Linked DNA regions of Canis lupus: region 1 is linked to region 2. The links are chromatin contacts, called in public Hi-C maps. All regions are on one chromosome and are shown on one strand. The core of a region is the stretch at or near the end of the contact, and the rest is flanking DNA. Distances in the headings are between cores, read along the strand shown.

Region 1 (6,439 bases), core at 1,361-3,860, 160 kb before region 2:
AGAAAAAAGGTCGTTGGATAAGTTGGCATAAGGACAGACATATATTTACCAATAGAACTGAAGAGGTATTAAAAAAAATCAGACAAAGGTGTCAAAGTGATTCAATGGGGAAAAGGATAATCCTTTCAACAAATGCTGCTGGAATAACTGGATTCTCATTTTGAAAAATATGAATATCAACTCCTACTGTTATACCATACAGAGGAATTAACCGGCAATGGATAACAGGCTTAAATGTAATAAATTGTGAATACTTAAAAGATAATAGGATTTTATTTGCAACTTTATGCTAATGAACTTTAATATTTAGATAATATGTACAAATTCCTAGAAATATACAACTTACAAAAACTGGTCTTCCAAACATATTATTAAGAAAATGAAAAGGCAGGCCACAAACTGGTAGCAAAATATTCACAACACACACTTTGACATAAAAGGTGTTCAAAGGGAAAGGAAAACAGAGGTATTATAGGGTGCAAAGTTGGTTATACAAGATGAGTAAGTTCTAGAGATTTATTGTACAGCACAGTGCCAATATGTAATATATTACATGCTTAAACATTTGCTAAGACAACAGATCTTACGTGAAGTGCTTTCACCACAAAATAACAAAATAAATAATATACATGATATATAAACAATTCCTACAACTCAATTATAAGAAAAGCTCCATTTTAAAAACGGGCAAAAGTTTTAAATACACTTCACAAAAATAAAATTAACACCTATACCCACTCAAATGGCTAAAACTAAAAACTAACAGTATCATGTTTGCATTCGATAGAAAGACCTAGGATCCTTTAAAAGTAGATGGAAGATATTTAAAAAGTACAGGTGTGGGCAGAGTAGATGCTAAAAAAAGAATTCTTGGCTTAGACTCACAATTTCATTTTTTAATAAAGTATGAAGCAGAGTAATTGGTTGAAGAGACAGTTGGTAATTTGAGAAAGGAAGAATAATGAAATATTTGGTTTCCAGAAAACAGTCAAGTCACTAGAGAAAAGGAGCTGGATGACTGGACAATATGGAGAGCCCATTTAGGTGTGAGATCATTATTAGCTCATCCAATCGTCAAGCTCTTGGGCGCAAGCACAGAAAACTTAAGTGCGTGATTTCTCCATGAGCCAGGTTTGCCAGGCAAGCACAGTGAGGGACAAGAGTTGAGGTATATTCAGACAAGTGATTTAAATGCCTCTAGTTGTGAATATAAATAAAATAAACGGATACATTTTTTAAACTATGGAGAACTATGTTAGTGTAAGTTACTAGTATATAATGGTGGCAAAATGAAGGAGTCTTTCAATCATATGCAGTTATTTCCAAAACGGAAACCTCTAATAAAGAACTTATTCCTCATTCTACCACTCAGGTTGAGATCTAACACTGTTCTGTCTTCCGAATCAGCCTCTTCCCACATCTATCACACCTTTGACTCTTGCCCCTTCACGTTTTCTAATACCTATCACTATGGTTCCCCCCCCCCCCCGCCCTTTTTACATTTTCCTGAATGTCTTGCCTCCTACTTGTCCTCGTTCTAGTCAGTCTAATGATACTGCAATATTGCCCACACTCAAGCCACGGCAGCTTTCTTTACACCTACTACCAAGACCACCCAAAAGGTTTAATCAAGAAACTAAAACGTCCTCATTCAGCCGTTAGAGGCGATCTAACTTCCTTGCATCCCCCAGTCCACCTGCTTCTCTTAGTCTATCCACTTAAGTCTCTATTACTTCCGCTCTGCATCTCTCAAGTACTCAATTCTTATGGTAGGCCACAGGACAGGAGGAGCTCTGAAACACAGGGATAAGTGTTTACCAGAGCTGAACAAATTCCTTGGGAGAACCAAGCACCTTGCAGCTGACACTTCTGGAGTTACAATCTAAAATTAAAACAGGACGGATACAGATTTGCTTCTGCGACATTCGTTGTTTCCCTGCTGCTGCAGCTAAAAACAAAACAGAGCACTCCTCACTAGTCACTACGGCCCATCCATCCATCCAAGTGGTTTGCCTCTACTTGGCAAAAATGGAGAAGGGGCAGACTCCTCCTTTGGCATGCTGTGTGCCCGCAGCCTTCCTGAAGCTCGCAAAGTGTGATGAGGACCAGGACTATACCACCAAAAAGCACAATATAAAATGTTTACACGGACAAAAACAGAAAAATTAAGTCGACTGAACTCCTTCAATTCTTGAAAAGCACTATTAAAAAAGCGAAAGCACGCTTCCTTAAATAACTGTGTCGGGTTCCGCAGAACAATTTGCCTGCGCTCCCTTGTGACATCCCTACCGCCTAATGATTGACGCTCAAAGAAGCAGAGTGGGTGGAATCAGGCCGGTCCAGAGATTTAGAGGGAAAAGCTGGGTCCGTACCAGCACTGGGACCGCGCCCACCAAACATTTGGATCGCTTTAGAGTCAAGAGGAAAATACAGCTCGAGTTTTTACCTCATGTACCCTTAACTTTCCACAATGACTTCCAGAAGCCTGACTCACAGCTAGAAACCCAAACCCTGTGGGCGGGAGAGGGGGGGGGGGGGGGGAAACCACACAAAACAAAAAAACGACTACGTCACCACTTCCGCCTCGCAAGGCCAGCAAACGTACAAAGATGGAGAAAGACGCACACGCCGACGGCGACTACGTCCCCAAAGTGCGCAGGCGCCTGGCGAGGCCCCGCCCCCCACGCTCTCCACCGCCCCCCAGCCCCGCGCTCCCGCCGTGAAGAGGCGCGCGCACGCAGGGCCGGCCCTGCTGGTACCGCCTGGGGCTTCCGCCCCGAGGCCCGACGGGCGCCGTTCGGTTCCGGTCCTAGCCCCGCCCCCGCGCGGGAACTCTCCAGAAGGCTTAATATCCGGGACCAGCGGCTGGCGCCAGCGCGCATTTCCGGCGAGGGACACGAAGAGAAGGATCCGGTGACGCCTCTTTCCGCCCCCGTGGTCGCCCAGGCTGCGGCTCTCGGTGCGGCAGCGCCATCTGGTGCCGCGTCTCCCACCGCCCGAGAAGGGGCGCGCGCACTTTTCTCTCGGAACCTTCCAGAGAAACCTCGGCCCTTGCGGTTTTTTCTCGCCCCCCCTCCCCCCCCCCGGGAAGGGAGGCCCCCGCGCCCCCGCCCCGCCCCGCCGGGTCCCCCGCACACTTCCCGGGACGTTGAAGAGGGGTCTGTGTGGGGGAGTCGCTGTGTGTTCCCAATCCCAAAATGGAGAGGAAATGGATTTCTTTCTCTAGAGTTAAGCCCAGAAAAAACGTGTCCCTGTGTTTATGTTTCCACTGCCTTGTTCCCGAGCTGCTCCAGTCCCGCCCCGTGAGTGTCCCCGTCTGTCAGGAGCGGAGCACTTCCCCTTGCTCGGACGGTCGCACAGACTTGGCGGCTTAGCTTGTCCTCTGATAGAAAAGCTTTTGTTTCTTGTCACGCTTTAAGGCCGTGGCGGGCGCTGGGCGCTGGGCGGGCGCTGGGCGTGTTGGGAGCCCATCGGGAAGCGTAGGACTTAGTGGGAATTTTGCTTTAAAAAAAGGCCAGAATTACTAAATTCTGCTGAAACTGTTACACTGTATGTTAACTAGATTTTAAATAAAAGCCTGAAACATTTAAAAAAACAAAGAGGCTAAGGACATTTCCCAGACAAAGCCTCAGAAATGCTCAGGCTGAATTTGGGTTTGTGGGCACGGCACATTTCTTTTAGATAGCCAGAGGAAACGTAATTTCCCCGAAGTCTGCAAAATCGAGGTGAATTCTTCCCTGATACTGAATTCTTAGTGACAACCTAGGTTTCCCTGGAAGCTTGTAGGCCTGACGACACCGTTAGGTAGCAAGCATGAGATTGTGTTTTATTGGAATGACGTTTTAACTGAATATCGGTGTGTATAGTGAAAGCGAGATACGTTTCCTTCAGAATTTGTACATTAGCGTCTGTTCATTTCTTCTATAGCAGTGATTCTTAAAGTTGAGCTTGCCTCACAAGTCCCCGAAAGGCTTCTTAAAACACATTGGCCTTAAAACCCGGAGTTTCTACTGGGAAGGACCCGGGGGGTAGAGCTGGATAATAATAGCTTTGAAAAAATTCTCCCCTGACATTTAAGCTGTTGGCACTAGACGCACACCTGGAAGAATTTAGAGCTCAGGATTGCTTTGTCATTAATGCTCTTCGCTATTACAGGAGAGAGAGTGATGAAACTAGAACTGGAAAAATGTATAGGCCTTTGGCCCCTTTGCTGGAAAGTATTAAGCCCTAGAACCGGGAAAGCTGTACGTAAGTGAATATTGCCCACATTAAAGTGACTACTACATGTAAATGTTCTGTATATATATGATCATGTGATAGAGGGTGCTGTAATACCAGGTATACTAAAATTTCAGTCATTCTGCAGTAATTTCCATCCTTCTCATTAGCTGCTAAAAGTAAGTAATGAGAAATTACTGAAATTAAGGACAAAGTGGTTTCAACAAACATTCTAATTTTATTCTCTGGAAGATGCCAGGCTTTTTCGAAGTCCTTTTGCATCTCCCCAAGATCCGTTATCCACCCCATTTCACCACACCGTGCCATTCACAAAGGGACACAATGCTTTCATTGGTAAAAATGGCTTACCTAACCTTTCTTCAGGCCTTTTCCATTTAATTCTTGTCATATCCTAACTCTGCCACTGCATTAGATGCTGACATAGTATAGTGCACCACACTTGCTCCTAAGTGAAATACAAATTGTTAGATTTGTTATGTTCATAGCTGAAATTATTTCTAAATTCAGATAAAAGTTTAGAATGTTTGCTGTGGTGTGATTGCCTTTACTAAAAAAAAGCTGATACATCTTTGATTTGTAAATTCACACATCTAAAGATCAACAAAAAACATTGAAATGTTTTGCAGTAATTTTGTAAGGTTTTTATGAATCAAAAACAATTTTAATATCACTGAAGTGATTAAAGGAATGAATTCGTTATATGCTTTGAGAAATCAATTCATACTAAAATGTATCAAAACTTACATCAGATCAATGAAATTGTACTTTATATGTTTTTATGAAATCAGATATTAATCACACATGCTTATTTTCTTTCTGTATATTTTAGGTCCATACACTCACTACATTGTCTATTTTGAGCTCTATGTCAGACACTGGGTTCCCTAAATCAGTCTTGTAATAAAGCAAATTCATGGGCTTTGAGAGCTCCCTTCATGGAAAAATGCAAGACTCATTTTTTATACTTATATATGAATGAAGCCAATTTCATAGATGGATTTTTACTGGCAACTAAGTGCTTCTTAGTAGTAACCTGCTGAATGAGTTATTAAGGCTTATTACTAAATTTGGTATTCATAGACTAAGATTATTGCATTACCACAAATAACTGAGGATTCTAATTCAGGACTCCACTCTGTTGTGCAATGCCACCAACTGTTGGCAACTTTACAGATTCTTACTCTATATGCACACATGCAGGCAGTTGGAATTTCCATAATATTCAAGAAGGTTGCTTTCCTGCTAGTGTGTCCTCAGTGTTATATTGAGACATGTTAACTATTCTTAATTATTGCTCTTCTTCCACTAACTACCTTTTTTTAGGATTATGTGATATTTTATGTTTATGAAATGTTTTGTACTTTTGTAATTCCCAGCTGTTATCATTTGGCTATTTTCTACCTCAGTTTTTAAAAATCATTAGTATTTTGTTCACTGGACTCCAGTCCTTTTCTTTTCCCTTATAATATGAATGAGCTGCCAACAGAAAAAGGAAAAAGAAAAAAAAAAAAAAAGGTTGAGAACACCTGTCCTAAAACTATGGTATTTCCCTAAGAGTCCTGGTACTTTGTATCTGAGTCATTACTGATTAACCGTTTAAACCAGGGAAAGACAGACATGTTCTGTGCCTTATTTTAAATGAACCTTGAGAGCAGCCCTGGTGGCTCAGCTGTTTAGCATCGCCTTCGGCCCAGGGCGTGATCCTGGAGTCCCGGGATTGAGTCCCATGTCGGGCTCGATGGCTTGGAGCCTGCTTATCCCTCTGCCTGAGTCTCTGCCTCTCTCTCTCTCATGAACGAATAAATAAAATATTTAAAAAATAAAATCTTTAAAAATAAATAAATGAACCTTGTTACAAATTCACTCAGGATAAAGAGAGGTGTTATGTAAAACCCAGCTATTCATTAGAAATGCTACCTGTTGTATTTGGGAAGTATTATTTAATAACCCTGTTTGTTGACTAAATGTAATTAGTAATTTATGATATTTTTTTATTATGGCTATTAATGTCACCATTTTTCTCAGCTAATTTTGCCATTAAGCATCATGCGAGATGATGTAATTTACTTTCAATCAAGGATTGCTGGAGTTTGATGTAATAATCAAATTAAGACTCCAGCATCAGATTTGCTTTCAAAAATATTTTCTGTTGATTATTTCAGGTTCCATTTTCTGGTTGTTTTTTGTTTGTTTTGGGTTG
Region 2 (6,506 bases), core at 2,867-5,366:
AAGGATGCAGGCAGACTCTAAGAGCACAGACCGGGTCCCCACTGACAGCCAGTGAAAGTAATGGGGTCCTCTGTTTTATAATTGCAAGGAGCTGAATTTGGCCAACAACCCTGAAAAAACTTAGAGCTGCTCCATCCCCAGAACCTCCAGAAAGGGATGTAGGCCTTGATGTAGGCCTTGTGAGCTTCTAAGCAATTGAACCATGCTGTTCCTAGACTTCTGACCTTCAGAATTGTAAGATAATAAATATGTGTTGCTTTAAGTGGCTGAATTTGTGGTAATTTGGTACAACAACAATAAAAAATTAATATATGCAATAACTTGGATGGCTCCCAGGGGACTTATGTTAAATGAAAAAAAAAATTCACTCTCAAAAGGTTACCTTTGAGTAAAGGTGAACTGCTCCATTTATACAATAGTTTTGAAATAACTAATTATAGAAATGGAAAACAGATTACTGGTTGCAAAAGGCTGGGAGAAGTGGGGAGGGAGCTGGATATGACTAAATGGCAGTGTAATAGATCCTCACCTTGAGGAAATTATTCCGTAACTTAACTGTAGTGTAGTTACGTGAATCTACACAAATGATAAAACTACATGCAACTAAATACACACACACACACACACACACACACACACACAATTGCATGTAAAACTGATGGAATCTAAATAAGGTCAGTGGATTGTATCAAAGTCAATAACCTGGTTGTGATATTGCAACCTATAGTTATGCCCGACATGACCACTGGGGGAAACTCTTCTCTCTGCATTACTTCTTACAACTACACGTTAATCTACAATTACCTCAAAATAAAAGGTTAATTAAAAAAAAAGGATTTAATAGATATAAAATGCATATGTTAATAGTAAAATTATTTTCAATTAATGTATTCCTGATATAAAAACCATTGTCTTCATTTAATTATTATCACGGAAGCAGAAAGATTAAGTATATTACATCATCATGGCTTTGACTTCAAAATGAACTGAAAAATAAGGTGAAGTCCACCTCTGCCAATTTGTTATTGTTCGCTTGAGCTTGCATTATTAAGGCTGTCTTTCAGCAACATTTTTTTTTTTCTGCAGAAATCTCTTTAGAGGACATTTGCCCATTTGGTGGCATTCCTTTCCTTAAAACTAGACAATGGTATTCACGAATCCACTTAAACACAATATGTCTGTTTGCTCTTGCTGCTGTAACAAATTACCACAAATGTAGTGGCTTAAAACAACACGAATTTAATATTTTTACCATTCTGGAGGTGGGAAACCCAAAATGGGTCTCACTGGGGAAAAATGAAGGCTTCGGCAGGGCTGTGTTCTTTCTGGAGGCTATAGGCGCAGCTCTGCCTCCAGGACTCTTCTGGCTGGCAGGAGCTGCCGGGATGTCTTGGCCTGTTGCTCCTCCCACAATCCTATGGCTCTGAACTCTGTTTTGGTTGCTACAACTTTCTCTAGGACTTTCCTGTCTCCCTCTTTCATTTACTGTCAGGCCTCTGGTGATTATACTGGGCCTACCCAGATAACCTTGGGTAACCTCCGCATCTCAAGATCCCTTTACTTAATCACGTCTGCAAATTTCCTCTTAGCGAGGCAGGTGATACCCACAGACCCCAGAGACTAAAGCACAGACCTCTTTGGGGGGCCATTATTCCACCTGCTGCACAGGACACACACACACTGCAGCCTGTTGCCCTGTAGAAAAATGTGTACAGACGTGTGGTGCCTCCCCTGGCACTCCTGTGACATGGCACTGGCGCTACTCCCCAGGACATCCCATGTACCGAGTCCCAAGAGCATTTCACGTGGAGATCTAGAGAAGGCACCAGCTTTGATCCGCGTACAAATATCGTAAAAACCCAATACCCCCTTCACATTGAGGTCACATCCTCTTTCCATGCCTCGCTGGACTGCTGTGCGGCCCCTGAGCGTGGGCCCCACTTGGAGGCCTCTTCTCTCAACAACCCCTCGCATCTGTGGGGCAAGGCGGGGCCACGGGGAACGTTTATTCAATGCAAACGGCCCTGTGAGGTGGATACAGTTTCCATCTTATGCCTCAGGACTCTCCAGCCTCGGAAGTTCGGGAGCTCGATGGAGGACAAAGCTCAAAATTGGCTGCCTGAAGAACCGCAGTCTGCGGGCCCAGCAAGCAGTTCTTCCACTGAGGCGGCGGGAGAGAGCTTCTGGCCAAAGAAGGAGCAAGGTTTGCCCTATCCAGGGAGAAAGCATCCTCAGTTTTCTAGAGCCAGTAACAGTAAGGGTGGTGCAGGCACAGAGCCTGGTTCAAAATGCAGGATGATTTCACACCCGCTGCTGAGGCAGCAACCGATTTCCTCACGTTCAGACCCTCTCTGCAACCAGGACCAGGTCTGGCAACCAAAATCACTGGGGCTCCAAGAAGTCAGGACAGAAAAGAAAAGCTGTATTGTTTCGGGCACATTTTCTTTTCTTTTGTATTTCATGAGGTCACAAATAGTTCTAGGGCTTTTTCCCCCTCGTGGCTTTCTTTTGCAGAGGATATTACAAATGATAGTGATTCCATGACAGGCATTCTTTTTTCCCTAAATGGTTCAGAGAACTCCAGAGGACACAAGGCTATTTTTATTCAGTGGCGCTTGGGAGTCAAAATAGAGGAAGAGCTGTGCACTGGTGTCCTGACAAAGGGAGCAAATGCATTCATGAGCAATCCTGAAAGGATGACACAAGCTAATAGAAAATCAGGGAAATGCAGATGTAATTATACAGAGAATCACAAGACATGGACTTAGAGGTAATTTGGAACAGCATGACTGAGCAGCAGAGGAATATGGAAATTTGTAACTGATAAACAGTAGTAGCTTGCCCGAATTTTGAGAGGTGGTTTGAAAGGTCTAATGGACAAATTACATAAAAGGCATTTAGTGGAGCTTAGCTCTGATGTTAACTGACTTTAATATGTAACTAAATGCTAATTTTGGCCCAATGCATCATTTCATACATTTGATCCATGGAGCTGGAAATATTGATCTTTAGATTGTTGTGGAACAAAGTAATTAGACTTATAAATGGCTTTTAATCTACAAATAATGAGAACCAAATATTTGAAAGTGACACCAACATTGGGGCTTGCAAAAAGTATATAGGTTTCTGTTTGCTGGGATAATTATCCATTTGTGAGAGTTGCATATGCAAGCCAAACCTCCTAATTGATTTACTTAGAAAATTACATTGAGGTCACATTATATTAGCAAGGGAAATGGAAAGCAGAATTAATGACCTTGGTACTATAAGCTAGAGTAAACAAATGTTGCTTCAATTATCTGATTCTTTCAGATGAGACTTTCAGGTTGTAAATCATCTGAATTGCATTGTTACTGAATTTCACTTCGCCAAATTAGACAAAATCTGAAAGAGTAAGGAAGCCCCCTCCTAGAGGACTTGTTGAGGGACTTCAACACAGCTGAATTTGTCAGAATATGTTTTATATACTGGCCAAATATTTGACCAGCTCCTTAACTTTCCAGTTTTGTAAAAATGTAATTATAACAATAGAATTATACTGGGAGTATAATTCAAAAGAAAGTTACTTTGGACCTGGGATAATTTACTTTTATTTTTCAAAGGGTTTGTGTTTGAGATGCCTGAAAATTTTAAAGCCATGTGGGAATTAAGAGCTATTTAACCTAGTGATATCTATTCACCTATTCACCAGCCAACAGTGCTTTTGCTGGGCTACCTGCCTATGAATTTATAGGTAATTTCCCCAACTTCAGACAGGAAAAAAGTTTTCCAGGAGGGGAAAAGCCTTCAGCTTTTGTTATTAGTTTTTTAAGTACAATTTCTAGGCCTTGTCCTAGATATTCTGATTGAGCAGTTTTGTCCGTGGGACTCTGAAATGTGTATTTTTGACAAAACATCCCAGGCAATTCTTTGATCTAACTATTTGTGGAAACCACTGATGCTAGTCCAACCTCTTGAGTCTTTGGAGATGCAGAATCTGAAGGCTGCCTTGTTCAGAGTCAGATGAGGGAGGAGAATCTGAGCTCCCTAAGGCCTAGTCCCTTGCAGTTCCTTCACCAAGCAGGGCCACTGGTGACATTCCTTCCATCCCCCGTGAATGTGAATTCAGAGTGAAAGGAGTGTGAGGAGGTGCTCAGCTCTGCATCACAGGCAGAGGGGAGGATGGCTGGCACTAGGGTTGATTGTTAATTTGCCCCATTTCCTTCTTTGGGAAATCTTAAAGAAAAAAGTTTCATGGGCTTATACTTTAATAAATGAAATCCTGGTTGAAAATTGGAGAATGGGTTAGATAATATCTCAATGGTATCTCTTCAAGCCCTGAACATTCTATGCGCCTGCAATTTAGTCACAAAAGGAACCCATTTGCTGTTTCACTTTCTTCTGTTAAGATGCTTTTCCCAGAAGCTTCCACAAATGGACAAACCTTACTTTCCATCACCTTATTTCTACGTAGCTTTTCTTCTCTGAAAGGATAACTACACTGTAAACACTTATATATGCAAAACCCATCCCTCCCTGCCTTTGACACTTAACACTTTCAGATCAAATCTACAGATAGCCTAAGTGGCTGGGCTTGCAGCTGGTTTAGCATAAATACAACAGCACCACCTTGTGTTGCATTCCTGAGAGAATATACCTCTAGAAGGACAAAAGCTTGGGTGAGGAGAGGTGCCTCAGGATACAGCAGCCAGGCCTCCCATTTGTACTATTGAAAGCAATTATGGTTTCTAGTTCTTGTAGGAATTACCAGCCTACAATTTTCTCCTATAAAATTTACGTATATTATTATATGTACTAAATCTACATGTAAATCTAATATAGAATTGTTTTCTATATAAATATATATCCTATAATATTTATTACATATTTTAAGATACATGTATTAATAAAAGCCTAGACAAGCACAATGTTTTAGCAAATATTTTAGAGGGAAAAGTTACAGTCAACTTTAATTTCAACATACTTGAAGGTAAAGGCACATTTAAAGCTGTTGAGATGCCTCGTTCTCTTTCTGACACTTTTTTTCCCTAAAGATTTACCCATATTTGGAGAATTAGTTCTTAAAGAATACATTTGTCTGCTAAGTGGAGAAAAAGGTTTTCCACAACACCTCTCTTGCAATAATTCTATGATGGATAATATGAATAAAATAGTGCTCTTGTAGGTAAAATCTTTATTTCCCAAATAGCCCTGTAGAGTGTTATTCACATTTAATTTTCTCTATGGGGCGAGCTGAGAAATTAATACATGGATATCAGCTTGGGGTTAAAGGACTATATTTCTAAGACACCAAAATAGAAATATTGCCCAACCAAAACATGCCAGTTTTGTCTAATTTTTTTCACCAGGAACAACACAATTAAGGAAAACTGTTTTCAATTCAGTTTGAAATGTCAAGATCAGTATAACAAATTAGCAATTCTCTGTCCATGAAGTCATCTGGAAAATTGAGTCTGAGGTCTTACAACCTACACATGATTACAGAATGGAAAGTTAGAGGACTGGAAGAGAGCAAACTTCAGAGCCTTTTCTGGAACAAGCTGCGCAGAAAGCCCTGCAGGAGGCTCAATCATGTTGCTTTGCAGTTGTTAAGAGGAGGATTCTGTTCTGTCTTCTGTTTGTTTGCCATCATTGATCCAGTCTTGTGGACTTTTACTGTGCTAATAACTTTGAATAAGACTGGCACAAAGAAGAAGGGAAGACATCTTCCTTCATTAGCCATGTTGTTTCCAGTGAAAAGATCACACAAGTGGCATTATCTGGTTGGAAGATATTTCTGTTTTTTAGATAAAACTTGTTTATATTGCATACTCCAATTAAATCACAATCTGATTTATAAAAATAGTGAATTTGTGGTTCTGACGGGCACACTATAATTTTAAACACACATGTAATGGGAGTATCAATCAGAAAGTTGGTGGGCATCCAGCAAATGTGATGAATGCACAAACATGATGAAAATGTTCATCCTCCCTTCAAGCCAAGCCACCCTCAGAAAACTCCAAGAGCTAGTCATTGGTTTACCAAAAACAATCTCTTGACTTGTCTTCCTAATCACTGCTAGTTCTCTGCACAAAGAAAGGTTCTACTCCTTTTCCTAGCCTTTCGTTCAGAGTGGCTCCCATACCTAGAACAGAAAGACAACTTCACACTACCATCCACTAGACCTTCACTGGAATTTTCTCTCATTCAAGTGCCTGCCCTATCTAGCTGAGAATTACTTCACATGCCCCCACAGAATCTGAATACAGTCAGCTCTAAGTATTCATAAGAAATTCTCCATCTCATCTGCTATATGCAGAAAGCAGGCTTATATCTCTATTCCCAGTCAGTGTGGCTCAGTCAGGTCAAACACATTCTATTTTTTATTTTTTTAATATTTATTTATTTATTAGAGAGAGAGCCCGCACGAACAGGAGGGGCAGTAGGAAAGGGAGAAAGAATCCCAAGCAGACTCTGCTGAGCACAGAGCCCAACGCCAGGCTTGATCTCATGACCCTGAGATC

Evidence for each region. A called contact is a pair of places that touch in the nucleus more often than the background predicts.
Region 1: a contact with region 2 is called in a Hi-C map of skin fibroblasts, with 3 times the contacts expected there. The contact joins the promoter of LOC111092485 here to the enhancer-like site in region 2. A contact is called at or near these places in 3 of 9 Hi-C or Micro-C datasets (amygdala, liver and skin fibroblasts).

Annotation. Positions count from the first base shown.
Region 1 is chr25:6,784,512-6,790,950 of UU_Cfam_GSD_1.0, reverse strand. It overlaps LOC111092485, which reads left to right and starts at 2,610. Exons shown (of 4, transcript XM_038574486.1): 1 at 2,610-2,651; 2 at 2,728-2,959; 3 at 4,156-4,248. The coding sequence starts at 2,610.
Region 2 is chr25:6,630,486-6,636,991 of UU_Cfam_GSD_1.0, reverse strand. No RefSeq gene overlaps it. Among named protein-coding and RNA genes, the nearest start is that of RFC3, 83 kb to the right of the region's middle. Within about 2 kb of position 4,116, at least 3 of the 20 cell types and tissues checked have an H3K27ac peak or open chromatin away from gene starts, as enhancers often do.